Linked DNA regions of Mus musculus: all the other regions are linked to region 2. Evidence: chromatin contacts called from public Hi-C, HiChIP or PLAC-seq, Micro-C and promoter capture Hi-C data. All regions are on one chromosome and are shown on one strand. The core of a region is the stretch at or near the end of the contact, and the rest is flanking DNA. Distances in the headings are between cores, read along the strand shown.

Evidence for each region. Promoter capture Hi-C pulls out the DNA fragments that hold promoters and counts their contacts. A called contact is a pair of places that touch in the nucleus more often than the background predicts. HiChIP or PLAC-seq counts read pairs in DNA pulled down with a chosen protein or histone mark.
Region 1: a contact with region 2 is called in an H3K4me3 HiChIP or PLAC-seq map of embryonic stem cells, with 2.9 times the contacts expected there. The contact joins the enhancer-like site here to the promoter of Nubpl in region 2. A contact is called at or near these places in 7 of 39 promoter capture datasets (the 3T3-L1 cell line, cranial neural crest, embryonic stem cells and 3 more), 4 of 484 Hi-C or Micro-C datasets (cortical neurons, embryonic stem cells and nephron progenitors), 6 of 115 datasets of contacts at active chromatin or transcription factors (embryonic stem cells and microglia) and 4 of 9 other capture datasets (adipose tissue, embryonic stem cells, liver and 1 more).
Region 3: a promoter capture Hi-C map of liver shows a contact between it and region 2, with 3 times the contacts expected there. The contact joins the enhancer-like site here to the promoter of Nubpl in region 2. A contact is called at or near these places in 8 of 39 promoter capture datasets (cranial neural crest, embryonic stem cells, hematopoietic stem and progenitor cells and 4 more), 5 of 115 datasets of contacts at active chromatin or transcription factors (embryonic stem cells, hepatocytes, microglia and 1 more) and 3 of 9 other capture datasets (adipose tissue, macrophages and pancreatic islet).
Region 4: a contact with region 2 is called in a Hi-C map of cerebral cortex, with 2.3 times the contacts expected there. The contact joins the enhancer-like site here to the promoter of Nubpl in region 2. A contact is called at or near these places in 9 of 39 promoter capture datasets (the 3T3-L1 cell line, 3T3-L1-derived adipocytes, embryonic stem cells and 4 more), 1 of 484 Hi-C or Micro-C datasets (cerebral cortex) and 4 of 9 other capture datasets (adipose tissue, liver, macrophages and 1 more).
Region 5: a Micro-C map of stem cell-derived neural progenitor cells shows a contact between it and region 2, with 2.7 times the contacts expected there. The contact joins the enhancer-like site here to the promoter of Nubpl in region 2. A contact is called at or near these places in 13 of 39 promoter capture datasets (the 3T3-L1 cell line, cranial neural crest, embryonic stem cells and 7 more), 15 of 484 Hi-C or Micro-C datasets (CD4 T cells, CD8 T cells, LSK cells and 8 more), 31 of 115 datasets of contacts at active chromatin or transcription factors (the SCID.adh cell line, astrocytes, bone marrow-derived macrophages and 18 more) and 3 of 9 other capture datasets (adipose tissue, liver and macrophages).
Region 6: a contact with region 2 is called in a promoter capture Hi-C map of liver, with 2.4 times the contacts expected there. The contact joins the enhancer-like site here to the promoter of Nubpl in region 2. A contact is called at or near these places in 14 of 39 promoter capture datasets (the 3T3-L1 cell line, 3T3-L1-derived adipocytes, the HPC-7 cell line and 7 more), 2 of 484 Hi-C or Micro-C datasets (embryonic stem cells and nephron progenitors), 3 of 115 datasets of contacts at active chromatin or transcription factors (all in embryonic stem cells) and 4 of 9 other capture datasets (adipose tissue, embryonic stem cells, liver and 1 more).

The regions. Positions count from the first base shown.
Region 1 is chr12:52,396,506-52,401,036 of GRCm38.p6, forward strand. No RefSeq gene overlaps it. Among named protein-coding and RNA genes, the nearest start is that of Gm40423, 37 kb to the left of the region's middle. Within about 2 kb of position 1,461, at least 107 of the 459 cell types and tissues checked have an H3K27ac peak or open chromatin away from gene starts, as enhancers often do. A contact at or near this core is called in adipose tissue, cortical neurons, embryonic stem cells and 3 more, where this site is marked.
Region 2 is chr12:52,095,956-52,100,412 of GRCm38.p6, forward strand. It overlaps Nubpl (nucleotide binding protein-like), which reads left to right and starts at 1,791. Exons shown (of 11, transcript NM_029760.2): 1 at 1,791-1,936; 2 at 2,398-2,545. The coding sequence starts at 1,829.
Region 3 is chr12:52,468,295-52,473,218 of GRCm38.p6, forward strand. No RefSeq gene overlaps it. Among named protein-coding and RNA genes, the nearest start is that of Gm35135, 9.9 kb to the right of the region's middle. Within about 2 kb of position 3,582, at least 6 of the 459 cell types and tissues checked have an H3K27ac peak or open chromatin away from gene starts, as enhancers often do. A contact at or near this core is called in hepatocytes and liver, where this site is marked.
Region 4 is chr12:52,432,863-52,437,664 of GRCm38.p6, forward strand. No RefSeq gene overlaps it. Among named protein-coding and RNA genes, the nearest start is that of Gm35071, 11 kb to the right of the region's middle. Within about 2 kb of position 3,084, at least 34 of the 459 cell types and tissues checked have an H3K27ac peak or open chromatin away from gene starts, as enhancers often do. A contact at or near this core is called in cerebral cortex, where this site is marked.
Region 5 is chr12:52,491,682-52,496,165 of GRCm38.p6, forward strand. No RefSeq gene overlaps it. Among named protein-coding and RNA genes, the nearest start is that of Gm35135, 13 kb to the left of the region's middle. Within about 2 kb of position 1,835, at least 78 of the 459 cell types and tissues checked have an H3K27ac peak or open chromatin away from gene starts, as enhancers often do. A contact at or near this core is called in the SCID.adh cell line, adipose tissue, astrocytes and 2 more, where this site is marked.
Region 6 is chr12:52,371,225-52,375,931 of GRCm38.p6, forward strand. No RefSeq gene overlaps it. Among named protein-coding and RNA genes, the nearest start is that of Gm40423, 12 kb to the left of the region's middle. Within about 2 kb of position 3,452, at least 4 of the 459 cell types and tissues checked have an H3K27ac peak or open chromatin away from gene starts, as enhancers often do.

The sequences.
Region 1 (4,531 bases), core at 211-2,710, 300 kb after region 2:
CCAGTCCACTCAGGCCAGTCCTGACCCTGAGTCATCTGGCATGCACAGACCCATTTCCACTAAGGGTCACTGTGTCAGGAGTCACCCATGCAGCTGCAACGTGGTGTGGCGGGAGAGCTGGGAAATGCCTGTGCTGCTTTGGCGCTGTCCAGGTATTTCCGCATTTGTTTTCCTAGTGACTCCGGGCTGAGTTACAGGGCTCATCAGCATGTTTGGCAATACAGAGGCACAGCCTTGGCCTGGAGACGGCTTCAGCCATCTGTTCTTTTCAGTGATAGGGAGAATGAGGCTGGGTTTGCTAGAGCCTGAGAAACACAGCAATGGTTTCTGAGGAGTGTGATCAATCCCGGTGCACATTTGGCTTTGCGTTTGTCTACGGGGATACCTAAAGTCACTGGGTGGTGGCCAGAAACTTGTGGTCAGAAACAGAAGGCAGGTTGTTGGTTTCTGAGGACTCAGGGAAGAGAGTGGGAAGTTGGGATAAATGGCTACAGAATGTTTAGAGTAGAATGATACAAATATTCTAAAATTAGAGAAGTAATATTTGCCCAACTCTACAAATACCCAAATCCCCTGTATCATATACTTTAGCAGAGCTGGGGGTCAAACCCAGGACTTTGTGCAAGCTAGGCGAGTACTGTCTACCCCTTACCCTAAATTACAAAGTTTAGAGGGTCTTTTATTGGATAGAGAGTATATCTCAATAAAGACATTGCTTTAAAAAGAAATCCATAATTTATAGTGAAAATAAATCTGAAAAGTTAGTCCACGAATTCCCGCAGTGTGTTCCTCAGTGGACTTATGAAATTATGCCAAATTTGTATCCTCACTTGAGGGGTTAAGTCAGCTGGAAAGGCAGGTATGCCCTGGACACAGGGCCCCAACCTCTACTTTCTCTCTGGAAGACTGGATCTGTCTTTGAGGGGACACATAGCGTTCATGTGGAATTGCCCTCAGCTGTGGTATCTGACCTCAACTCCTTCTATGACCAAAATCAAAAACCCTCCAAACAATCTTCTAAACTCCACAGGTTATACTTTTTAGCCTCTAGAAGTGTTCCACATCTGGCCCCCAACCTTCCCTCCAAACCAGACCCTGAATGACCCTGATAAATGCAACCCAGTTGTCCAACACCCACCTCTCTCCTGCAGAACAAAACCAATTGCAAACAGATGGGAATTTCCACGTGGGCCAAATGGACATCAGGCAGGAGAACAGAGGGACCCTGTTGGGAGATGTTGCCTAGTAGGGAGGCAGGCAGGAGTTCACTTCCTGGGGGCCCACTGGCTGTAAAGTGCTCTGAGATATGAGTACCCCAGGGGAGGGGAAACTGTAGAGGCCAGCACAGCTAAGTGCTGTATTTGGCAACTCCAGGAGGAAAGGGCTGGTGGGAGGACAGGAAGACTCAGAGCTTCTAGAAAGCAGACACTTCCTACTTAAAAGATGTCTGAGGAGTTGAGTGGGGACTCATGGGGCCTTCTGTGAAGACCTGGACTGGATGGGAAGTTCATTTGACAGAGAGAATAGAAACAAGACAGTTCATTTTTATTTTTGATGAAGTGAAACTTCAGCTTTAAAAAAAAAAAACAAAAAAACCAACAACAACCAAAATCTTGTGGTAACCAAAGTCTATTTCACAGATAAACACAGAAAAGCGCCATTGGCTATAGACATCCACCTTCAGGAACTGTGCCCTGAAAACCACGTGAGTGGCTGTTTGAAGGTCATGAATGGATTTGACTGAGCTGTCTAGCAGGAGAAGAAAACAAGCAAGCAGAAAGGGAAGAGTTTAAAATAACAAGGGGAATCTTTAAATAGAGCTATAGAGCTGCATAATGAACCTAGTCCAAGGGTTACAAACAAGCTTTTCCTTCAAAGTTTCTATGGTAACTAGATAGAATCTACAGCAAGAGTGTTGTTAATGAAATACTTCTGGGCCAATGTGTAGCAGTTAAGTAATGCATAGTGACTTTGTACAGGCTCCAACACAGGTCATGTTTTAGCTGCTGTGTCCTTGATTCCTAGCAAAAATTAGACATTGAATATGGTGAGACTCGGGTTACTACAGGCCCTGATTTATCTCCATAGCAGAAATCTTGAAGGCTGGTGTTGATCCAAATCACTTGGAATGAAAAGAGATCGCCCGCTTCCTGGTTCCCCTGCCTTCAGCAACAGTTTAGGTCCATTTGACACATGTGCAGTGTTAATTTGGACAGTTAGAGTAAGTGCTTGTGACTAACTAATTTTATCTGTACACAAAGAACAAACACAGTCTGCCGAGGTAAGTTGGAAGCTATTTTTGAACGTGTCTAGGAAGCAGTGGAAAGGCTTGGACATGGGGGCCAAGCAATGATCCTCGAATCCAGCCAATTGTGAGCAATGAATCACAGAGCAGATTGCTGAACCTTCCTTTCTGTCTCAGTTTCTCATGAAATGAGCCCAAAGATAGAATTGACCTAAAAGTTGGCTGATGGATTAAAGGAGATTGAAATATATATTATGTCCATAAAAACCTGCCTACAAACATCACATTTGCAACATATGTCCTAGAGTTCTTTCTCTGATGTCATTTTGGCTGATGTAGTCCCAACTCCCATTGTAAGATCAGAAAACCCTGAAACTAAAACTTTACAAAGCACAAATGGGAAAAAAATTGCAAACCAATATTCTTCATGACTGTAAATATACAAATTCATAAATAAAATGTGTAATAAGAATTTTTGGCAAGTCAATAGGTCTATAAACTTTGGTTAGGTAGAATCATTTAAGTTATCAATACTATCAACACTAATACATTTTGAGCCCCAGACAATGCTGGGTCCACGTATATAATATTTTATCCCAGCCTCAATGTCATCATTTTATAGTGTAGGCTTACTATAAAACATATTTAACCTCAAATCATGAGGCTATTAAACAGTTGAGCCTTGACTCAACATATACAGCAAGCATGCTATATATAAAGACAGTTTCACCTTTTATAAAATTATATTCATGATACTTATTTCTTTTCTTGCTTTATTGCACTGGTTGTGGCCTTGATGTTCAGTGACAACTGGAAACAATAAGATAAACATCCTTGCCTAGGTCTCGTCCCCAGCCGGGGAGCAGACAGTATTTTGGTACTAAGTGCAATGCTTGTAGATTTCACAGATATTCTTTAATGTACTCAGGAGAGTTCACTCTGGCTTTCATTTACTGACAGTTTTTAGTGCACACAAATATAGAATTTGTTGATTCTGTTTTATCGAGACAATGGTATGGCTTTTCTCTTTTATTGTGCTAAAGTAATGAATTTCAATGACTGATTTCTAGGGACTTCACTAGCTTTTATTCAAGTTCGTGAATGTATTGTTCTTAAATTTTTGGTGTGAATTTTTACGTTTATGGGAAATACTGGACTTTGATGTCCTTTGCTTTTTTTGAAAGAACCTGGGACTGTATCAGGTGAAGTCTCAAAGGCAAAAAGAGGGTGTGTGTGTGTGTGTGTGTGTGTGTGTGTGTGTGTGTGTGTGTGTGTGACCAGGAAAGACAAGCTATCAACCCTGGACTCTGGAGGCCACTCAGACTTTCTCTGACTCAGAGAAACTGAGAGACCACAGTCAGACCCACTCAGATTATTGAGGATAATCTTCTTTACTTAAAACCAACCCACTGTAGTTGTGACTAATAGCTACAAAATACCTATGAGGAAACACCTAGCTGAGTGGGTGGAGCCGATGCATTAAACTGGCCAGCTCAGGCCACTCTTGTTACATCCACCCACGCCCATTCCTTAAGTCACACTTAAATACTCACAGAAAAGGACAAAGCCATAGTCTGTGTGACATGGTACAATGATTCTGTGTATATCTAAAGTGCAAACTTCCATCTCGTAGAGGGTAACAAAGGCCATTGGTGACCTTCACTGTTCTCTTTGATAACTTAAATAAATACCATGACATAAAGCTAACTATGATTCATAAAATTCTGTTGGGTGATATGGGGATAGGAAAGGGAGAAACCAAAAGATTTTGTATAAAAAGGTCTAAAACAAAATACAAAAGAACTACTCATAGTACTTACAGTTCTTATTTCTACAAATCATCCCATAGCCATGGGTGGGATTTCTAGGAACTTCACTAGCTTTTATTCAAGTTCGTGAACGTATTGTTTATGATCGCTTTCTTCCACGCTCTTTTTGCTCTGCCTGCAGCCAGCATGTTAGCTGAATGTGGGACTTGCCCAGTGAGGTGAGTGAGGTGACCCATTCCTTCACACCTGAAGGGAAGGAGCTGCTATTCCACTGCTCTGCAGTGCTGTTTGAACTGGGCTGCTGTAGTTTTCCGTCCACTGACCAATGTCGGGGAATGGTAGTTGTATTCACTCAAGCTCCTAAACACAGTATCATAAATCAGGTGACTTAGACAACAGAAGATTTGTCACAGTTGTAGAGGCTGGCTAGTTTGGTTTCAAGTGGGGTCTTCTTCCTGATTTGTAAAAATCAGCGCCTTCTTCTTGTAGGCCCACAAAGCAGAAAGTGATGTCATCT
Region 2 (4,457 bases), core at 541-3,040:
TTTTTATTTTAATTGACAAATAAGCATAAATATATGTGGGGCGTATACCATCCGCAGTCCTTAACAGTCTGTCTGATGTCTTTGCACGACTCCAGAGCTATTCTTCCAGCTCACCCCCATTTTTTGCCAGCACCCAGGTGTTTTCTCACCCAGGACCTGTCCTTAACTAACTAGGTGCCTCTTGTAGTGCTCAGCACTCTTTTCATTACATATCATGCCATAGCATAATTGTTCTTTGTTTGCTCTGGACTGTATCTTTTAGTGGAGGGTATTACAGTTGGTGCAGTGTAGAATATTCTAAGACTAGTGTTTGGCACATAATGTTTGCTTATAATAAGTAGGCATTTGGTATTTAGTGAACAGATTATAGTGACAGTTCATAGTTTCTTTTTTTAGCTGTGTCTTTTCCTATTCATTTACAAAAACTGAGTTGAAAAGAAATCTAAAGCTATTTGAGGACACATGCCACAAAAGAATATGTGAGAGAAGGCAAGCTGAAAGCGGCGAGCCTAGTGTAAGGCAGAGATAAAGGAATGAAACAACAAGGGCCGTAGCTTGAGGGGAGCAAGCAAGAGTCTGGAGGCCGTTTCAGAGCTTACGTCGTGGAATACACTTCACTAGGAATAGTAATCCTTAAGGCAATTCTTTGATGTTGTTATGCCCATAATAAAAATACTAAAATTAAGAATTAGATCAGAGAAAAATAAACTGATTTTGAGTCCTTGATATGATAAATACAAATAAGAAGCAAACGAAGGAAATAAAAACCCTCCCGAGAAAGTCTTATGCAGACTTTTGAAGGCAAACCGTAGCCATACCTCCAGCCATCTTTAAGTGGATCTGGTTTCTGGATAAGTGTGTGAGTTATTGTTCTTAAAGGGATTGCTTTTGCTCTTTCATCTGTCTTGGATATAGTGCTGATTATCTATATGTACACATTCTTACCTCCCTCAAGTAAAATTCTGCTCCCTCCCTCCCTCAAGCTTTTACTCCAATCTCCGTGCAGATGATTGAACCTGGGGCGTCATATATGCTATGCAAATGCTTTACTACTAGCCTAGCCCTTAAGTTCCTTCGCAACTAGGCTTCTTTACTTGTTCTATTTTCTGATTTAGCTAAACTTTTTGGAATCTAGTAAGGGCTTCTCACCTCTCTTTTGTGAACCATTAGCAACAGAAGCATACAAGGCGGTGGGGGGGGGGGGACGGGACGGGACACTAGCTTAGTGCACAGTTGTACTGTAGGTCACACGCAATGTGTGTGTGTGTGTGCGCGCGCGCGTGAACACACACACGTGTAAATATAATAATGTTAACAGTGGCATTGCTGAAATGACCATATACAGTACTATGCAATAAGGAAAACTTAATCCTCAAATTCCAGCTTTTCCCATTTCTGTTAAGATGGGATATCTTATTAAAATTTCCAAATCTCAGTTTTTAGATTAATAACAAGAGAGGAGGATTGGCGACGCAGCTCTTTGGCAGTGTGCTTGCCTAGTGTGAAGGAGGCCCTGAGTTCAGCCCTAGCATAAAGCCACCCTTCAAACATAAAATATATTTTTTTCCTAATAAGTCTTCTTGTTTACTCTGGAAGAATAAACTAAAGTGCTATATGTGAAAAGGCTTTGGGAATATCTGGTTAAACGCTGCAAAAAAATATTTCTAGCTGATGACAAACAGTATTAAATCAAATGGAGTCCCTGAGCTGAAGAAACACCAATCAGGCTCATCTCCAGGAAGGGGACGCCAAGGGTTGCCACGTGACGTCATTTTTCCGCGCCGGACGCCAAGTGCTTCCATCCCGGCCCGAGCAAGAGCCGCGCGCCATGGGGACCTGGCGGCGTTTGCTGCTCTTTGGCGGGGTGTCACTCCGGGGTGGTGGCGCGGCCACTGTCCCGCCCCGGGGGTGCCGAGCTTTGGGTTGTGGGCGCCAGGTGTGTGCCGAGCGCGGGCGGGGTGGTGCCTGCGCGCTCCCGCTAGCGGGTTTGCTACAAGGTGGCTGGGGCTTGTGGTCCCAAACTGTCCCGAGTATGGATGTGTGGCATGCACAGTGCTCTCTTGTTTTGGGGTTATTTAGTGAATAGGTTAAGGAAAAGGCAAATCTGCGGAGGGCTTAACTCGGTAAAAAGTCCACTTCAGGGTTTTTTTTTTTTTTTCTTTTTTTCCATCCTCACTTACACTGGTAGACAAATTTCAGCTTGAACAATTACCTTTGACGTTGAGATTAGCATTTAATAAAGACCACCTAAAGGCTAAGTCTATGGCAATGAACATTATTAGAAAAGAAAGCCCCGTTAAACCCAAACTCTGGGTTGTTTTCTCTTTTACAGCATAGTAATCCAGTGATGAGAATGATTGGTTTAAATCACTTTTTTTTTTTTTTTTTAACTTAAAGTTATTAGGCGCTGAGAGTGAGGCCTTGAAACAAAGAAGAACACAAATCATGTCCCGAGGACTTCCTAAGCAGAAGCCTATAGAAGGTGTTAGAGAAGTCATTGTTGTGGCCTCTGGAAAGGGTGGTGTTGGAAAGTCTACCACCGCAGGTATTGTAAGGTGTCCCTTCCCCTCCTGACTAATGAGTGATGCTCTCAAATGCACTGTAAATGACCACCTTTCAGGCTTCCTATCTGTGATGTTTCTGACATTGGTTCCTTAGAACTAGGATTTGATAACGGCTGGGAGCTGAACTAATAAACATCTGCATTACCAGATTGCCTATTCAGTAGAGCAAAAAGTAGTTAGATTGTCTACCGGTATTATGTTCACTTAACTGGGAATCTCTTTCGAAGGCTGGTATGCAAATTGCACTGACCACTTAGCCCAGTGTATTTGCCATAGAAGCGCCTAGGAATTGGTTGCTGTTACTTTTAAAACATCCAGTAATTGTATACTAAATTATGTCTGTTCTTTTTCACTGTCATTGTACATGTACCTGAATATTTGCAATGAGAACACTTATTACTGTGTTTGTTTTTCATTTAATCACATGATTTATAGCATTTCTAAAGTCACCAAGACTTTCCTGTGCTCAGGTGCATGTGTGTGGAGGGCAGAGGGTAACATTGGGTGTCTTGGTTGTTCTCCACATTTTTTCAAGGGCTGCCTGACTACTAGCTCTCAGGACCTGCCTGTCTCTCCTCTGTTCTATCCAGTGCTGTGGTCACACCCAGGTCCTTGTGCTTGTGTGGCAAGCACTTATTTGGAGCCATCTCCTCTCCGAGTCATCTTGTCTTCACATCCTCTTTAACAGTATACTAGCGATGGGGAATCTTTTTCGTGGCTCTTTTTGGTGATTGTAATTTGTCACTAAGATGGTGTTTTTAGCACCAAAGATTTTCAGTCCTGAAATCGAATCAACACCCAAGACTAAGAGTTATTTTCAAAAGAAATCTTTTTTTCTAAAGAGACTATAAGGAATGATGACGTGAGAAACTTCTTGTAACCCTACCCATTAGAACAGCTTATTGAGCTGTATTGGCAAGTAAATATTATGTATTTTGAAGGTTCTAGTGACAGATAGTTCTGTACAGTTACCCTCATCAGCCCAAGGAGGTTAACTAAAAAAAAGTTTGTATTTAAAATTAGATGATTTACCTACTATCAATCTGGAATACAAATTATTTTGTAATATATGAGTAGATTTGTAAGTACCATGCCCTAGGTTAAACAAACTTTATATACAGTATTTTAATCCTCACAAGACTTACAAAAGTAGGAGACAGCTTTATTTTATAGAGAAGGAAGCAGACTGACAGATAAAAACCTATAGCTACATGGATACCTATAACAGCATTTATTTTAAAAAGCAGTCATGGTTATACAATAATAGAAGGTGGTGGAGCTGGGTTCAGATCCAGGTCTGCTTTGCAGTTTATGCTTGTAACCACTGTCCTGATGGAACTGGCAGTGTTGTTCTGCAAGGAACTGGGATTCACACTAGGAAGACGGATGGTGTGAGGACCTGTGTGTATCAGCCTTGCAAATGCAGAGCTTTAGGCTCCCTGCTCTCCGCTGTAGCCTGGCTGCAGAGCTGGTGACTGTGTTTTGGGGACGCTGCTCCTCTCCTTGTGTCTGGAATCACTGGCATAGGCAGGTTGGCTGCCATACTCTGCCTCACACCGTTTAGCTTCTCCACCTCCTTCTGTGCACAGCATCCCAGGCTTCTGTATAATTGTGTGTGTGTGTGAGCTATCTACACAGATGTGTAAAACCATTTATTTAAAAGGAGAATGGGCTACATCTATTAGATATTAAAACAGTTAATTTTTATAAATAAACTTTGAAAGTGAACTATGTATTTCATTAACATTGCTTTAAGAAAAACCAAGTGAACTATTTGGATACATTTGTAACAGATTATAACTGGGCTAGTGAAATGTTCAGTATGAGACAGGTGTCTGTTGGTAACTGCAAGGTTATTTTCTATTTTGTTCTTTTGCTCTGGCACCCTCTCCC
Region 3 (4,924 bases), core at 2,332-4,831, 370 kb after region 2:
CTCTGAGAGCCCTAAGGATCCATGGTAATTGACTCCGTTGGTCTTCCTGTGGAGTTCCTATCTCCCCCTAAAATCTTCCTTAGGAGTCCCCAAGCTCCATCCACTGTTCGGCCGTGAGTGTCCACATCTGTCTGAGTCAGTTGCTGGGTGGGACCTCTTAGAGGACAACATGCTAGACTACTGTCTGCAAGCATAACAGAGTATCATTAATTATGTGAGGGATTGGTGCTTGCCCATGAGTCTCAAGTTGGGCCCATTATTGGTTGGCCATTCCCACAGTCTCTGCTCTATCCCCTGTCCCTGCATTTCTTGTATATAGGATAAATTTTGGGTCCAAAGTTTTGTGCGTGAGTTAGTATCCTTATCACTCCTCTGGGGTTCCTGCCTGGCTACAAGAAATGGCCTCTTTGGATTCCATATCCCCAATGCTGTGAGTCACAGCTCCAGTCACCCCCATTGATTCTTGGATGCCTTCCTTATCCCAAGTCTCTGCCACATTCTCAAAATGCCTCCAGCCTCCCCATGCCCACCAGTTGCAGATTTCTATTCACTCTCATGGTCACCTGGTTATCTTCCCTATCTCTTCCCACATCTGATCCTAAACCACACCCCCTATTCCCATCCCCATCCCCTCTCCCACCCAGTTCCTCCCATCTGCCTCCTATGGCTATTTTTTTCCTCCTTCTAAGTGAGATTCAGGCTTCCTCACTTGGGCCTTCCTTCTTGTTTAGCTTCTTTGGGTCTGTGAAGTGTGGCCTGGGTATCCTATCAAAAACAAAGACATCATGAATTTTGCAGGAAAAAGAATGCAACTTGAAAATACCATTCTGAGTGAGATAACCTGGACCCAAAAGAAAATGCATGGTATGTGCTCACCTACAAGTGGATATTAGCCATCCAAATATCTGTAATGAATGCACCTTGGGGCTGCAGATGGGATAAGCTTCCACATGGACCAAGGAAAGAGGCTGCCATGAGTTTTTGTTGGTACTGTTGATTTTCTGATCTCCAAGAGCTCTGTGTTATTCCTCTACTTCTCCCTTAAAACAATGAGTGTTGGCTGCAGACGACTCTCATGCTGGTTCTCAGTTGACCTGGAGCACTAGTATATCAAAATGTCAGCACAAACATGCAAAGCCAAGCAGATTTGCTGCAATAAGGAAAGGCTGTTAGTTGAGAAATCATTGTGGAAAGAAAGAAAGAAAGAGAGAGAGAGAGAGAGAGAGAGAGAGAGAGAGAGAGAGAGAGGAAGGAAGGAAGGAAGGAAGGAAGGAAGGAAGGAAGGAAGGAAGGAAGGAAGAGAGAGAAAGAAGTCATCGCGAATCTGAAGTACAAGGTCAGCAGAAAGCATTTTTAATAATTGTTAATGAATGAGAGTGAGGTCAACACAGTATGCATGCACTTTAATTTTGTGCCTTGTTAAATTTCTGTTTTAATAATTGGGACTGATTATTTATACTATGATTTCAGGATCTATCTGGGAATCCTTAAAACATGGAATCAGGTACATTTTGCTAGTTGCATTTGTTGCAATGCGCATCTATGCCCCCTTCTTTCTTTTAGAATGTTAATTATGACATGCTCTGGATTAACTTTCTTCATCAAGTCTTTATTATAGTTTGGTTGAAAAAAATGAACCACTTTAATATTGAAAATATTTGGCAAATAAGCCCATCAAATACATTTCACGAAATTTCTCGTTGAGTTATCTCGGATATAATTGTAAAGAGATTGAGCACGTCGAGAAGACATTTGTCTCCTTGGAATTTTAAGTCCTTTCTGAATTATACTAAACAATGGAGTCAGAAGAGGAAAAAAATTGCCTCAAATCTAATTATCAAAAAGCAATTTATCTTGTATGAGCATCTCAATCCTCATATCCCCGAAGCCACCCTCCTAGCTCCCTCCTGTCTGAGATATGGATTTTTGTGTGTGTTATCATTTGGAGAAACCTCTTAGCATATGGTGGGGATGGGGGTAGTAATGCAGATTTACCAATTTTATGCAATTGCTTAGCAATATGCTTGCCTGCAGCAGAGTTAGTGGAATGGTAGAAGCCTGGCCTGGTTTTACTGTGTGTGAGTCCTTTCCTGTCTGCAGCAACTCAAGTGGCCCAGAGCTGTTTATGTGACAGAGTTAGGGGGGTTTCATTGGCCTCCGCTTCCACTTTTGCAGAGAGCTTTCAAATTGTAGGCACTCAGAATAAGTGGTATCATTAGTGGGTATAAAATGTCCTAAGGGTATGGGAGGGGTTTGAGCTTCAGTACTTCATGAAGAGGGGCTAATGTAGAGGCTCAGGTGTCCAAGGACGCTTGGATCCTGTAGTAACGCTGCAAGGTAACCTTGGCTAAATCACTTGACCTTCAGCACCTTTGCAATTAGGTAAACAAGTTCATTTGACCTCTACTGCGATACTGCAGGTTGCTGGGCAATGTTTGCCAGGCACACTGACATCTTATTAGAGCATGATTTTAGGGAAGGTTTGCAGGAGAGTAGTTCACATAGGCATTTCCACATCTAAGATCCTGTGTAATTGCATGTGTCACAGAAGACATCACCTGAAGATATCACTGGCAGAATAATTGTTTTGTTTCTCTTTTTTGAAAGGTGGAAATGGTCTGGCTCTTTAGAAATTTGATCTTTTGCAACTAAAGTTACAATTGCATGTATAGTTTAATCAGTATTTCAGAGCTTAGGTTCATGTTATTTTTCTCATCAAATAATGACTCGTCAAGGCAAAACAGTACTAATCTGAGTTTCTCCTATGCTGTCACTGTTGGATACTATTGGGCTTCCATATTCGTTGGAAGGTAAACGATACAGTCTATGTTGGTGCTGTCCAACCCTGAAAATGGCTAGTGCAAATGAAAAGCATCATTTTAAACTTCATTTTATCCGATTCACTTACATTTAAAAATAATCAAATGGCAAGTTGGTACATGCCTATAGTTCTCCTAATTTGGGATGCTGGGGCAAGAAGATTGCCACAATTTGAGACTAGCCTGAGCTACAGAGTTAGACCATGTCTTGAGAAACAAATAACTAAACCCAATAAAGCAAAGGATAATTAAAATGTAAGTAACCATATATCTTAACTGGTGGTAAAATAAATGTCCGTAGAATTATTAGTGATCATCTATTCTTTTAGATCCTGAGTCTTAGGCTGAGTCTCATTGGATAGAGGACGAGAAGATGAAAAGAGAAGGGAAGATATACTTGGGTGAGGGAATCAGAGAGCAGTGAACTAGAAGCAAGAAGAACCTGGTTCTGTTACTGAGCAGGTAGGCAGTCCCCTTGGTGTGAATTGAAAGTCCCTATGACAGGCAAAGAGGTAAGAACAGGTTCAGGGAGGCTAATCAATGTTTCTGATATTATACAACTAACAAGCAGCAAGCCAAGCTTTAGGACTTTAGAAGACAGCTTTCTTTCAGATGCCAGGTTTCCCAACAGCTCGCTTCACCAAGATGGTTAGGAATCTGGATGCTGGATTTACGCAACTTTAGTTGATGGCCGTGATCATCTCTAAATTGAGAGCTGAAAGGTGCATCATCCAAAAGTTCTAGGATTGTGAAAGAAATTCTGCAGAGCTCCTAACAGTTCCTGGCTTGTAATAACAGTTCAGTCAGCTTTGGGCCAGGCTTATTAAGTCAGAACTAGACCAGAGAAACAACAGAGTAGGCGTTAGTCAATCAACCCAGCTTTTAAAGTGAGGACTGCCTTGCTGAAACTCTTACAGAGAATAAAGGGAGGGAGAACCCACGAGTGGAGCAAGTCTGGAATCTAGAGGCCTCTGAAAAGCACTTGCACTCTTGACCAGGTCTATGAACTCACATGAACAGATAGAAACAAAATGACTTTCTTTTCTTCTAAAAAAAAACCAAAAAACAAAAAACAAAAGCAATGCAGGCTGTCTTAGATAGAAGACTGTCTTGAAAGCAGCTAGGAGGATGGTCTGAAAGCCCACCCCCTACAGTGACGCACTTCCTCCAACAAGGCCACACCTCCCAACAGTGCCACTCCCTATGGGTCCTATTCAAACCACCACACAGGCTAATCCGGGATTATTTTAAAATCTCAGAAAGAGACTGGGAAGCAGATTTAGTCTGCTGAAATACACATTAAGGCGATGATTGATGTTCATATGTTGGTATACACCGTTCCAGTTTTCTCTGTTTTTATCCGTGTGTGCCAGCTCACTCTTTATATGTACATCAGGGACCTAGAGAACTTTCATACTTTGGGGTTGTTACTTTGACACACAGTTACTTTGTTGTCAAAATTGACATTCATGGCTTTATCTTCAGCCCCTCTCCAAGGTCTTAGTCCCAGCCCCAACAGTGGGTCCACCAACATTTTTTTCCACCACAACCAACAGGGTTCCATTGCTCCTCACACCAACTAGTACTTTATCTGTGCTTTAAACTTCTGTAATGAGTATGTAGCTGTATGTAAGTATAGTTTTAATAAGCATTACCCTAATAACTAATGTTGTTGTTACCCTCCATTTATCTTTAATCAGAGAACATTTTACTTATTTTCTATTCATCTGCATTTTTATTGTCTACTGTTGTGTGTTTGCTAAGACCTTCAGTAGGATGCTAAGTGGAGTGGTGAGAACAGACTTCCTTATCATATTCTTGCTTATAGGGAGAAAAAAGTCTTTTCTTTCAGCATTTAATATGATTCTAGCTCAAGGTCTAGTGTAGGTGCTCTTTATTGCCTAGAGACATTTTATTTATTCATTCATTTATTCATTTATTGGTTACTGAAAGCATTGTGCATAAATATTGAGATGAGCATATCTATCGATAGATTTTTCAGTATTCAGCCAGTCTAGTATTCCTAGGATAAATCTTTGTCATGATATGCTATCTTATTATATGTGTTGTATTTGATTTGTTGTGTGTACTTAAAGAAGATAATA
Region 4 (4,802 bases), core at 1,834-4,333, 340 kb after region 2:
CTTAAGAAGCAAGCAAGGAATCACCAAGAATACTATATATTCAGACACCGTTGTGCCTGGGAAGGGGTGCTCCCAGTGATAGGCCCATTCCACAAACACACTCCCCCTACCCCCAGGTCTTACCACCTTCTCTGGCCTAGGGAAGGTCTGCCCATACTGACAGGATCTTACCATTCTAACAGGGAGCCAATGGTCTGCTTTCTTGCCCCAGGGGAAGCCCATCTTGCTATGTGGGTTCCTGCCTGGGATGAGGGGAAAGAACACTGCTGCCTTTTCTGTAGGCACCTTCAAGCCCCAGAGATCAGAGTCTGTGAAAAGGTAAACAGTTATATAAGGAAAAACAGGCTTATTTGAATCTTGGATCTTCTGTCTGGGACCTGGAGTACCTCGTGAGGTATTAAAAATAATGTGGGGATTACTGCCATCTCTTCCCTGTTTGTTCTGAGTCACGCTCTCACTTAAGCATCAAGAAAGATGACCTTTCTCTTCAATTTCATTTAAGGAGGCCTAATGCCAGATGGAAAAATTTGAGAAAGTTATCATTGAGGATTTCCTGAGAGGACTATTTTTCTGGAGAAAGAATTTGAGGGTGTGAAGCCTGGTGCTGTGGAAGAAGGCAGTGGGTGGCTGAGGGTCCCATACCCTACTCACCTGTGATGGCTAGGAGACTAGAGAAAGCTTGCCTCTCTAACTACAACTCTCAGAAATTCCTTGAGGTACTTCTGGCTTCTACTGGAAGAGAACTCTTCTTTCTTAAGGATATCTGGGCAAGAAAGTTGTAGTTCAGCCTCTGGGGCCGTTCCCTGGCTATACTGATAACTCTGCTGGAGAGAAATACATTCTGCATTCTTCCCTCGTGTGGAGGCAACCATTCCTGCTTGTATAGGTGTCTTGTTTGGAAGATTACACAAGTAGTGTTCAGGAGAGAGCTTGAAGAAATGTCCATCTAATTTCTAATGTGGTGGTATTGTGACTTCCTTCTCCATGACTGCCCCACAATGCTTGGTCTACAATGTGTTAGCAAGTGGCCCAAGGAATAGGGCTCATTACCTAGTTAATTTTCAAAGCCCTGATGGTGGGTAGATGGCCAAACCATAGAGTATGAAGGAGTGTGCTGTATATAAAACAGACAATAATTTGTCTCCCCTGCTGAGAGACAGGGAAGACCTGGAAACCTGTATTAGAGAAGAGATTTAGGTGAGACATAGTAAAGGACTTACTGGTGGTTTCCAGGCTCCTGAACAGGCTGAGAAAGAGCCAATACCTTGGCTCTGGCCAGTAGAGACAACAATGATTCTAGGCACATTTTACACTCGCAGAATCTGGGTCATCTGGATGAGTCACATCTTCTGGCAGATGTGAGCTTCACATTCCTGCAGGATGCCTTTGGCCTGTGGGCGTGGCTGTGACTAGTGTCTCTTCTAGAACTTCCTTCTAGAAATGGTTACACTTCTCATCACTCTGAGGCAGACTCACTGCCAGGTCTTAGAAGACCAGAGCTTTCTAAGTTGAAAGGATTTTCTTTGCTGCTTATATATATATATATATATATATATATATATATATATATGTATAATGAATGTGTGTGTGTGTGTGTGTGTGTGTGTGTGTGTCTTGCAAGCGTGTCTGTGTACCTCATATGTATAGTGCCTGAGGAAGCCAAAAGAGGATGTCAGATCCCCTAGAACTGGAGTTAGAGGTGGTTGTTAGACACCATGTCAGTGCCAGGAACTGAACCCAGGTCCTTAGAAAGAGCAGCCAGTGTGCTTAACTGTTGAGTTATCTCTCCACCAGGGAGGCTTTTCTTTCATTTCCTTTCTCTTTAAAAGCTTCTATTTAGTTTGTTGAACTGCCAGCAAATGTCTTCCCATGGGGCAGCCTGTGCTTCCCACTGATTGAGGCTAGCAGGTCACATTGCTTGTTTTAGATTAACCTAGAGCTATTTAAAGTTGTGATGGGGCTGCTGCTGACCCCCATGGTTGCCCGATGTCACCTTCCTTCTCCTCCTCCTGTCCCTTTAGTCTTCCACGCCCTCCTTTATTTTCTCCCAGTGTTTTGGCAGTTCACCCTGCTCTGCTCCTCTCTCTCTCACTCTCCCTGTAAAGCTCCCAGCATCTTTCAGAACCATAGCTCATGATCTCCAAAAGGATTTCTCACTGTGAGCAGGTTGCAGGGAGGGGAAGCGCACAGGAGAACAGGAACAGGCCCTGGCATTGTTCATCTGTCAAGCAGGTATTTACCAAGCAGCTCCTTACATGCCAGGTCCCCTGAAATCAAAACTACTGGCAATCTGCAAACAGAATTGCCATGATAGCGTTTGCATTGGGACATACACAGTTAATTGAATAGCTGGGGGAAGAACTAAAGACCGTGCTTGATTCCCTTACCTTACTTATGCTCATCAGCAGTGATTTTATTTTATTTTATTTTATTTTACTTTATTTTATTTTATTTTGCTAGAAAGGAAAAGGAAGGATGGAGGGACTGAGGGAGGGAGAGAAGAAGAGAGGGAGGGGCGGAGGGAGGGAGGGAGCACTCAGCCGGGCACCTTCACAAGGGTTGTGTTGCACAAGTCCTAGCCACCACACTGGCTTGCGTGGAATGTCACTTGATGGTAATTAGTTTTCCCTTTCTAGCCAGGGACCCCTTTAGCATGGCAGTATCTGTCCCTTTCAAATCCTCCCTGAGCACTGCTTTGTAAGTAATTGTAATCAATCATTGCCTATGGGCAAACCCTTCTTAATAATGAGCGCATCATCCCATCAGGTGGAAATACAGCAGCACAATTAATACTGGGGGATGAAAATAAATGACTGTTTTCTGAATAATGAGCCCGGAGTTCTGCTTCAGAGCTCAAAACGCAGCACAAGACCAAATTTTAATTCTTTTCATGAGAACTAACAGACTTCGCTTCAGACCCACTACACTTCATTAAAAAAAAAAAAAAAAAAAAAAAAAACCAACGCTGGTAAGAGCCTGCGAAGCAGCGCAGACGTATTGCAGCTGCGGCTCTTGGAGAGAGGGGAAGAATCCTCCGCTTGTTCAAGCGTGACCCAGTGAGTTTGTAATGGAGTCACTCCATCCGGATACATCCGGGTTCAACGCATTGATTTCCCTCACAAGCACCGCGGCCCACTCTCGGCTCCTGAGGCAGCCCAGACTGTTGCTTGCTTTGATGGAGAGGAACTGTGTGACCTGAGGTGGGGGCCGAGGTGCAGAGAAGAAAGGAGGATGGATGTCCAACCACAGTCTGAGCTGGCCGTCCACATTTTGTCTAGTCAAGACGCTGAGGAGGAAGTAGGGGCAGAGAGACAGGGCAGGAGGCCTATGCACATGCAGAGGTGGCTAACTTTTGCTCTGTCCCTGCACTAGGGATTGTTCTCTTCTGAGAATTCTTTGTCTAGCTTTTCACACTATGTTAACATCTTAGGGCTTCTACTGCCGTGATAAACACCACGAGCAAAAGAATGTTAGGGAAGAAGGCTTCAGTTCAGCTTACAACTCTCAGGCCCTGCATGGTCACTCAGGGAAGTCAGGGCAAGAACTCAGGGCAGGAACTTGGCAGCAGGAACTGAAGCAAAGGCCACACAGGAAATACTTCTTACTGGATAGCTCATCCTGTTTTTGTTGTTGTTGTTTTTGTTTGTTTGTTTGTCTGTTTTTTAATACAGTCCATGGCTACCTACCCAGAGGTGGCACCGCCCACAATGGGCTGGACCCACTCACGTTAATCACTAATTTAGAGTGCCTCACAGGCTTTCCCATAGGCCAATCTGGTGAGGTTGTTTTCGCAATTGAGGTTCTCTCTTCCTGAATGGTTCTAGCTTGTGTCAAGTTAGGAGGGAAAACAAACAAACAAATAAAAAAAAAAAAAACGCAAGCAAAACCAAACCAAACAAAAAACCTAACCAAGCCTGTAAGCTATGAACTCCCAGGTTGTCTTGTACTTAATCCTTTGCAGTTTTTCCCACCTTGTGAAAAATTCTGCTTTGCCCACTGCAACTTTAACTTTTTCAACACATACTTTTAATCATGGTTCTTAAATGCTTTAACCTCCCTTTTAGCCCACCACCTACCAAAGGTAGTGGGAAAGAAAGGATATGGGGGATGTGGACCTGTTTAGAAATGGTTCTTTGGAGCAACTTCTGTCCGTATTGTCTGGAAATCAGCAGTTCAGTTCACAGGTTAGCAGGTGGCAGCAGGTCGACCCACTTTCCAACACTTCACACCAGCAGTCCAGTTCAGCAGAGTCGGGATAGCAACCATGACTCAGCATCGGTGGCACTACTCAGCAGAAACAGCCAGGCCTCAGCCTTGCCTTGAGTCAGCAGGAGGAACCAGGAATGCCAGGAGAGGTTCTTGGCTGTGCCTCTCTCAGCAAAGCAAAGACCAATGAAGAAGACTTGAGGCCAACAAAAGTTGCACAGATAGCTCTATAAGCAAGCCAAGCTCAGCCTCCATCACTGTCTGTGGAGTCCTTTTTATATTCCCTCCAAACATCATGTATCCTCCACGGGTTTTGTCTCAGCGTGTGCATCTGTCTCAGCTAACATCGCTCTGCCAATCAGCCTGAGTCCTCAGAAACAGCAAAAAGCCACTGCACAACACAACAAGGTTTTTGGTGCAGGCTAATACATGGGTGGTGTTAGCAATGAATCCTTCATCACAGCCCTTTCATGTGCTTGCTTTAGCAGAACATCCTTTTACTTGTCTGCTTCAGTGAAATGTTCCTTCACAAGTCTGTCTTAGCCTTTCACCTGTGTCTTTTTCAGGAAAACACTGTGCTCCTTCCCAAGGGTAAA
Region 5 (4,484 bases), core at 585-3,084, 400 kb after region 2:
TGGAGTGAAACCTACAAATGCCACTGGAGCTGGCCTGCAATAAAGATGCAGCAACCTCGCTATGAAGAAAGAACAGTTTCCTCAACAAATGGTGCTGGCAAAATGGGGTGTCCATAAGCAGAAGAATGAAGCTAGACACTACTTAGCTCTCAAGATATATATATATGCATGTGTGTGTGTATGTGAGATATATAGATATCTATATATCTATATATTTCAAAATGGACTAGTTACATATCTATAAGATCTAAAAGTCTTGTGTTTGTATCAGGCTACAAAGTATTTTGTGTATCAAAGAAAGCAGTCAACAGAGTGAGGTTGGAAGAAAATACTGGTAAAGTCCAGAAGGAGTAAGAAGCTCAACTCAATAGCAAAGATGAGTCTATTTGATAAATTTGACAAAGTTTTCAAGAGAGGATGTATCTAGTCAGCCAGCATGAAGAAGTGCAATGCCTCCAATCCTCCTGGTGTTTAAACAGCTCAGCAGAGGCCCACAAGACCCAGTGGCATCTTTGGATTCAGCACAGTCAAGATCCTTCTCTTCCGCCCTATGGTGTGGAAGCTCATCCCATGTGGATCCCACACTGTGTCTTTCAGAGATTTAAATAAACACTTTCCTTCTCGAGCAGAAGCATTGCAGTTACCTCAGCTCGGATTCGTACACTTGCAGCCATTTTTATTAAATTACACAAAGGCGAGGAGACAGCAGCACAAGTCAGTCTGTGACCGTCTCACAGAGTTAAAGGTGTGTGTGACTGAGAACAGTTTGAGGAGACTCCCTTCTCCTCAGAAGCCTGAAGAAGGATGTCAGGACACAACGCTCATTGCTTATCCACAAAGCAACTGGACATCAGAAGGTCTCATTTCCTCTGTAGGTCTGATGTTCACCCAGTATATGTTCCTTATCTCCAATCAAAGGAGAGACCTTGGGACTGGGTGTGGTGGCACAGGCATTTAATCCCAGCCTGTGGGGAGGTGGAGGCAGGTAAAATGAAACTAAAACTGGGTGAGTTTGAGGCCAACCAGGCTACATAGGAAGAGACAGAGAGACAGAGAGGCAGAGAGAGACAGACACATAGAGAAGCAACAGAAGGACAGGGAGACAGACAGACCCCACATGTGGAGACTATTTCTGTTCCACTGGGCCTGGTGTCACAAGCCTGTAATCCCAGCACTTGCCAAATCCAGGCAGAGGATTAGCGCTCAGGATAATCCTAAATTACTAGCAAGTTGGAGCACAGCCTGGGCTACAGGAGACCCTGTTTCATAGGGGAAGCGGGGAGGGGGAAACTATAGCAACAACTAAAGCATTTGAGTTCCAATTAAATTATTGCTTTAAAAGAAAAAAAAAATGAAAATTTTTTTAGGCTAAAAAATTTGACCATGCACAAAACCTGGTTTCTATTTAAACAACGTGAGAAAGTACAGGTTGCCGAGGAAGCTTGAATCTCATTTGTGTTAGATCATTTGGTATATATAAATTTATTTTTTTTTAAATTCTGGGATTTTGTGAATTCCTCTAATTGACTTGACATTTTAACTGTTTAAATATATTTTGGTTGTTATTTCCTTTACTGCTATGATTCTGCGGCTAATACTATCAACACACTCAGGAGGACGGACTGGGCCAGAATCCCGAGTAATGCTTATCTTAAGGCTCCTCCCTCCATCACTTTCCCTGGAATGTCTGCTAAAAGTTTAGTTACATTGAAGGAAACTGAAACAGTGTCTGAGAGAGTGACTGGCTTTTATGAAATGGAATTTGTGGAATGCCCTTATTCTGGATGAGTTGCAGGCTTCCAGATTCCACAGAAACCCAAATAAAAACAGCTATATGCCAGTTAAAACAAGAGTTCACTCAGTCTCGGAGTGGCCTCTATTCCTCTGGGCGGCATGGCCCTAACCTGAAGACTGCCAAAACTCAAAACCACGAGACTACATATCTGACAATAGGAGAGGGAAACAACGGGGTTCATTCAGAGGGCCTTTAACATTCACACTGTGTGCTTTGAAAGTGCCCTCGGCACACAAGTTATTTGGGTAAACCAGCGGTCAGTTTGCTAGAGGAGAAATTATCATCCTTCGCATTTTTCAATCTCCAAAAGACCGTATTGTGCCTGTTGTATTGAAAACGAGAAACCATGAGTGATGAAGCTATTAGAGTGTGACAGAAATTGAGAGATGTATTTGTTCCTCACCAAAAGCCATAATCTATAGCCCTACATCTTACTAGTTCTAAAACCAGAAAATGAACATGTCGCCAGCAGGATTCATGCCTTTCCTTTCCTATGATGGCAGAATCACAGACTGGCACACAGAGGGTTGGAATTAATGGCTATTCAATGAGAGGATGACTCAGAGTAGTGCGCCAAAGAAAAGTTGACCCAAGACTCAAACCCTGTGTGGATTATACTGTCCAAGTAAATATATTTCAAAGGAGGTTTTAAGTAGGCAGATGTGATTTGCAATGCACAGTGTTACAAATCATCTCCTGTTATTTTCAAGACTAAGGAAGTTTAAATATCCGTGAATACATATGGCACAGAACAGGAGCACATCGTTTTAGACCCAGACGTGGCCACTGTTAATGTTTCCATTTCTTTTCTTCCAGGTTATTTAATTATTCATATTTCTATACAAATTAAAGTCATAATTGAATTTTCTGAATATGCAAAACTCTATGTAGAACATTATTCTAGTAATTAAAGGTAAACTAAAAACTATTTCCCTATAATCAGCTTATCAGCTCCCACCATGTTGGGCGTGTGATGCACCTTACAGTCCCAACACTCAGGAGCCTAAACAGGAGGCATTTGTGGTTCAGGTCACCCTCAGCTACAGCACAATGCTCTGTCTTACAACAAACACGCACACAACAAAAATAAAAATGTGAAAAACCAGAATTCTCAACAAAATTAAACAAAAACCAAAACCACAGTGCTGGGGAGATGGCTCAGAAATTAAAGCAGCTGCCTGTCTTACAGAGGACCGTGTTTGATTCCCAGCACACACATGGTGGTTCGAAACCATCCTTACCTCCAGTTCCAGGGTCTCCGTTACCCTTTTCTGACCTCCATGTGTATCAGGTAGACACATGGTGCACATACATGTAGGCAAAACACTCACATACACATAAAATGAACAACTCAAACAAAACACCCCCCTGCCCTGCCCAAACACTAGAACTAAGTAAGATTTGAGTCAGTTTGGTAGAATTAAAGTAGAGTTGGGGAGAGTTTCTGAATCTATAAATCAGTGATTCTCAACCTCTGGGGTTTGTGACCCTTAGGGTTCACATAGCAGATATCTGTATACCAGATATTTACATCACAATTCATAGCAGTAGCAAAATTACAGTTCTGAGGTAGCAACAAAAATAACTTTATTGTTGGGGGTCATCACAACATGAGAAACTGTATTAAAGTGTTGTGGCATTAAGAAAGTTGAGAACCGCTGGGTGTGGTGGTGCACGCCTTTAATCCCAGCACTTGGAAGGCAGAGGCAGGTGGATTTCTGAGTTCAAGGCCAGCCTGGTCTGCAAAGTGAGTTCCAGGACAGCCAGGACTACACAGAGAAACCCTGTCTCAGAAAAAAAAAAAAGAAAAAGAAAAAGAAAAAAAAAAAAGAAAAAGAAAGTTGAGAACCACTGGTCTAGATTGTCAATATTCATGAAGTATGCTATATATCCTATACATTTTCAAATAAGGACATTTCCATTTCTTAAGTTGCAGTGCATTCCCATGGTGGTCTGATATTCTGAGCCAAGGCTTCAGGACCTTCTGTGATTTACAGCCCCTTTTGCCAGAGAGAATTTTGCATAGCTAAAGTATCTAGGCTTTTAAAAACAGTTATGTGAATCAAACATTTATTGATAGTAACTCATTAAAAAAATATTGTATTGTTAGAGACTTTATCTTACTCTCAAGCCAAAAATTAACTTAATGATCTTTTCATGGAACTCAAATGGCAATTTAAAATTAAACATAACACAATATAATCCAAAGATACACTCACTTGATACTCACCTGCTGAGTGAGAGATGATAGCTGGAAAACATTAAAAGTCTTTGTTTTTGTAATGAAATTGTTTCTATAAAAGCAGAAAACCTCATTGAATACAGTGAAAACACTGCAATCCGTGACACGCTATAGCGCGAGATTGAGTGGAGAGATTTCAGGCAACTTTATATGGCACAAGAACATGCAGTGTGTGACGTGTGCAGGTCATGGTTTAGAGCTGAGGCTGCAGTGAGATCATGTAGTGTAACATGAGAGGCCACTGCCACACAGGCTTCCAGAGGGTTGACGTTTGATTTTGAGTTAATTATTTTGGTCATTGTATATTCAGAAACATTGACATTTTCACAACTCTAACATTAAATTTCGAAAGTTCATTTGGGGTTGGGACCCACAGTTTAGGAGGCTGGGTTCTAAGCTACAGGCATCCGTTGAGAAAGCTTTCGCAAATTACCTTTTATTGTCACG
Region 6 (4,707 bases), core at 2,202-4,701, 280 kb after region 2:
TCATCCTAACACAGGGTTTCCTTTTGTACTTTTCTAAGCTGACGTTTTTCCTAAGGGCCCACATCTGTCTGTCTGCTCTCTATCCCAAGACAGTCCTTCATCCCTCCAAAACTCTTCTCCCTCATCCTCCATCCTCTGTGTTTGTCTCTTTACTGGGGCAAATAAATCGCCTTTGTGCTGAGACTTGGCCTTGGTGTTCCTTGTTGCCTGTACTGTCCTTTCAGAATGTAGCCCCATCACTTGAAAGGTGGAAGGAGAATCAAGGGTTCAAGGCCATCCTCAGCTACATAGTCAGCTCAAGGCTAGCCTGGGCTATGAGATATGCCTCAAAACCAAATGACCACTGGGTGTGATCTGTCCTGAAGCATAATTCTTCCTTTTCCTGAATCCTGTCCCTCATCTGAATGACTAAGCATTGCAAAGTTTGTAATACAGATGTAATGATGAATGTAGAGTTGTGTCTCATTTTCAAACTTAACACTCCCTCACATCATTGCCACAATCCAGATTCTCTATCTAGGCTCATTTTGAACAACTTGTGGCCAGGAATTGTTCAGCATTCTAACTCTTGGACAGATTGGCATCCACCCCCTTGGTGGGGTTTTATAAGATGGCTAATCAATTAAAGCACTTGCTGTTTAAGCAAGAGACTGGAGTCTAGACCCCCAGGACCCAAGTAAATGTTATGAGTGCATAGTGGTCTATCTATATAGTTCTGTGTGGAACAGTTTCCTGAGGCAGGGAAGCTCCTTAAGCAGGAAGGCAAACAACTCAAAATAGTTTCAGGAAGTCCCTGAAACTGACCAGATTCACCAGGCTTCTTCCTCCCAAGAGCAAACAAGCCAAGCCACTGAGAGTCACTCTCAGACAAGCCAAGCAGCCCAGAAGAGTCTAAGACCAGCCAAAATGCCCAGAAGAAGTTTAAACCAACTGAGCCACCAGAAAAGGACACTCCCCAGCCTGTTACACTGTCTTCATGCTGTGCAGGGTGCTCCAGGTTCCCAGGTTTTGTGAGCTGCCACCCGATTCTGAGGTGGCTTTGGTGATGCAGCTGTCTTTGCTGCATGCCTCTGTAACTCACCCCAAAACCATATTTCTGTAAATAACTCCAGGAAAACTCATGGTTCACCAAGTTGGACTTCAATGGTATCCATATTTTGGTCTATTGTAAACTCCCTATTTGGAGAGAGAGAGAGAGAGAGAGAGAGAGAGAGAGAGAGAGAGTGTTTGTGTGTGTGTGTGTGTGTGAGTGTGCGCTACCCAGGAAAAGTTTTGCCATACAACAAATTCTAGCCTTAGAAGGTAGATACAGAGTATGCTCAGAGCAAGTTAACTAAACAGACTAACCATGCTGGAGAGCTCTGGGTTTGATAGCAATAACCTGCTGTGAAAGAAAGAAAGAAAGAAAGAAAGAAAGAAAGAAAGAAAGAAAGAAAGGAAGGAAGGAAGGAAGGAAGGAAGGAAGGAAGGAAGGAAGGAAGGAAGGAAGGAAGGGACACTCGCTATCCAAAAAGATCAATGTCTTGCCTAGTCATCATCAGAGAAGATTCCTCCTGCAGCAGATGAGGACAGATTCAGAGACCCACAGCTGGACAATATGCAGAGAGAGATATCTTGGAATACTCAACCCTAAATGGGGTGTCTTCATCAAGTCCCTCCCATCAGGGTTCACAAAACCTGCAGGTATACAGACCACACACAGGCCCCATGCCAGCAGTAGATGGCCAAAAACAAGAAACTCAATGGTAGTTTTGTTTTGTTCTGCTTTTGTTTTGTCTCATAATGTTTTGTCCAGGCATATTGTTTTGGTTTTGGTTCTTGTCTTCATTTCTGTTTTTACTCTTTAGATTTATTGCTCATATATTATGACTTCCAAATTCTGGGTTTTTATGTGATTTCGGGGGGGGGGGGTGCATCTGTGTTTCCTGGGCTTTTTCTTTAGCTAGTCTTTGCTTGTTTTTATTTTTTATTTTTAAATGCCTGTTTGTTTTCTAAATGAGAGAGAAAGGGAAAAAGTGTGGATTTGGTAGGTGAGGAAGTCTGGAAGGACTTGGGGAAGGAGAAACTGTGATCAGAATAAACCATATGAGGAAAATCTATTTTTAATTTTAAAAAATGAAATAAATAGAAGGTGAAGGAGAAAACAAGATTCCCACCAAGCTTCAATTCCACATGTACATGAGCCTGTACATGTGCCAACATATGAGAACATGCTACACATACACACATATGCACACTACATACACATTACACATGAGAAGAGGAGGAGGAGGAAGAGGAGGAGGAGGAGGAGTGAGAGGCGACTTGATGGAGGCAACTTCCACGTGCCCTCATACATAGTAAAAGGGTACTGACCGTTTGACTCACAAACCAGATTTGGCTACGTTTTTAGCAAAAGCATGGCTCCCTCAAAGGACATCATTTGTCAGAGAAGATCATGTGGATGATCAAGTCTTGTTTTTCTTAAAACCATGAGTGTTTAGAGTCCTACAATTCTTTCTTCTTCTGTGGGCAGATAAAGAGACAGACTAACATGGAAACAGAGTTGTCTCATATTTGGAGGTTCCCTTTTCTATGGAGCTAAAATTTACTGGGTGTGGATGTCCTAGGCACCCTATGATAGTCCAGGCGCCACACTCTTGCTATGGATTGTCTCCTTGAAGACTTGGGGTAATCTCATCTTGCAAGTCCCTACATCATAAAGGTAAAAAGTGTGATGGTTAGCAGTCACTGTTAACTAGATTTCGAACCAACTGGGGGACATTCTGGACATGCCAGGAAGGTTTAACCAAGAAGAAAGCAACCAGAGCCTCTACATTCATCTTCCTGCTTCCTGACTACAGACACAATGTGACCAGCCACCCCTCACTCCTGCTTCCTGACTACAGACACAATGTGACCAGTCACCCCTCACTCCTGCTTCCTGACTACAGATGCAGTGTGACCAGTCACCCCTCACTCCTGCTTCCTGACTACAAACACAATGTGACCAGTCACCCCTCACTCCTGCTTCATGACTAGAGATGCAATGTGACCAGTCACCCCTCACTCCTGCTTCCTGACTACAGACACAATGTGACCAGTCACCCCTCACTCCTGCTTCCTGACTACAAACACAATGTGACCAGTCACCCCTCACTCCTGCTTTCTGACTACAAACACAATGTGACCAGCCACCCCACACTGTTACCTCTATGCCTTTCCACCACCATAGATGTAATTCATGCCCCTTAAAACAGGCAGGAATCAGCTGGATGTGGTAGTGCACACCTTTAATCCCAGCACTCGGGAGGCAGAGGCAGGTGGATTTCTGAGTTCTAGGCCAGCCTGGTCTACAAAGTGAGTTCCAGGACAGCCAGGGCTACACAGAGAAACCCTGTCTTGAAAAACCAAACACAAAAACAAAAACAGGCAGGCATCTTTCCTGCCTTACGTCGCTTTGTGTTAGATGACTAGTGACCTGATGCATAAAGTAGCTACTGTAGGACCAGTGCACCAGCTCAGCTTATGCTGCCACCAAAAGCCAAGCAGAACGTGGAACCCAGGCTGAGCTTTCAACCTCTGTACACGTTACCTCCCCATTCTTTGTTTCTCTGTGCATTCTCTCGTCATGAGGGCTTTTCTGGACTGCCCGTTTGTCTTCCACAATTCTTGCTTTTAGAGCAGACGATTTCCAAGATCCCTCTGAATACTGAGACTCCATGGCTGATTGGAGTTGTAATTTATGCAGTTTGATTAATTTGCACTAATACACAAGCTCATTCACCATGGTAATTTTTTACTGAAGGTTCCAGCAAGTTTTCAGTCTGTGTACTGCTCCCCTTCTGATATGAAAGGAGCTGTACTGCTTTTCCTAGAATAATATTTAAAATTCCAATTCAAAATGTAAACTTTAAGAACATATCTGAAGGGTTTTTTTTCCTTTCTTTCTTTCTTTCTTTCTTTCTTTTTTTTTTTTACCATGCACACAACATGCCAACTTCACATATGGACAAAAATAGTCATTTTGAGCGTCTGTTCTCTTGATCAACTCTCGATAGTTTCACAGAGTCAGTGCTAATTGCTTGCAGCTTCAGGTCCTTCCTAACATAAGGGAACAATTTGAGCATCCTAAGCTGAAGTATTGCATTTGTCAGACCTGCCAGATCTGGAATTGACATTGGCCAGTTAGAATGATGAGCCCAGGCACAGATCGGCTCACTGGAGCTTCAGGAAGCTTCTAGAAGATCCGTGGTGCTCCTGGCAGAGTTACTCTACAGCTGAGACACCTGTGGGCCACACTTGGTAGCATTGAGTGATGACCAGCTTGGATCAGTACAGACTTTTGAATCTGTATAACCAAGCTGTGCTGGTTTGAAGGACAGGTCCAGGAGCGGTGCTCATCCACAGACCACAGGCTGGGCTGTCTCCAAGCATCTGATAGGCTCTTTGAGACTTGTGGTTCAAGTTTGTAAATGAATGAGTTTGTAAACACCCTATGTTTAATGTGGCCAACAGAGCAGTCAGCAGCCATGCAATGCCATTTCTACTCATTCCCTTATTCCCTCGGCACACGCTCCTTAGAAAAATACTCATGCAAACCAGCAATTGGAGAACACTTCTGCAGACCCAGGGCATGTGCGCTTTCCGAGGTTATCCAGCACAGGTTGCTCTAGAAAGGCAACAACAGTTTTGGTTTTATTTAGGACTTTTAACATTTTGTGTTTT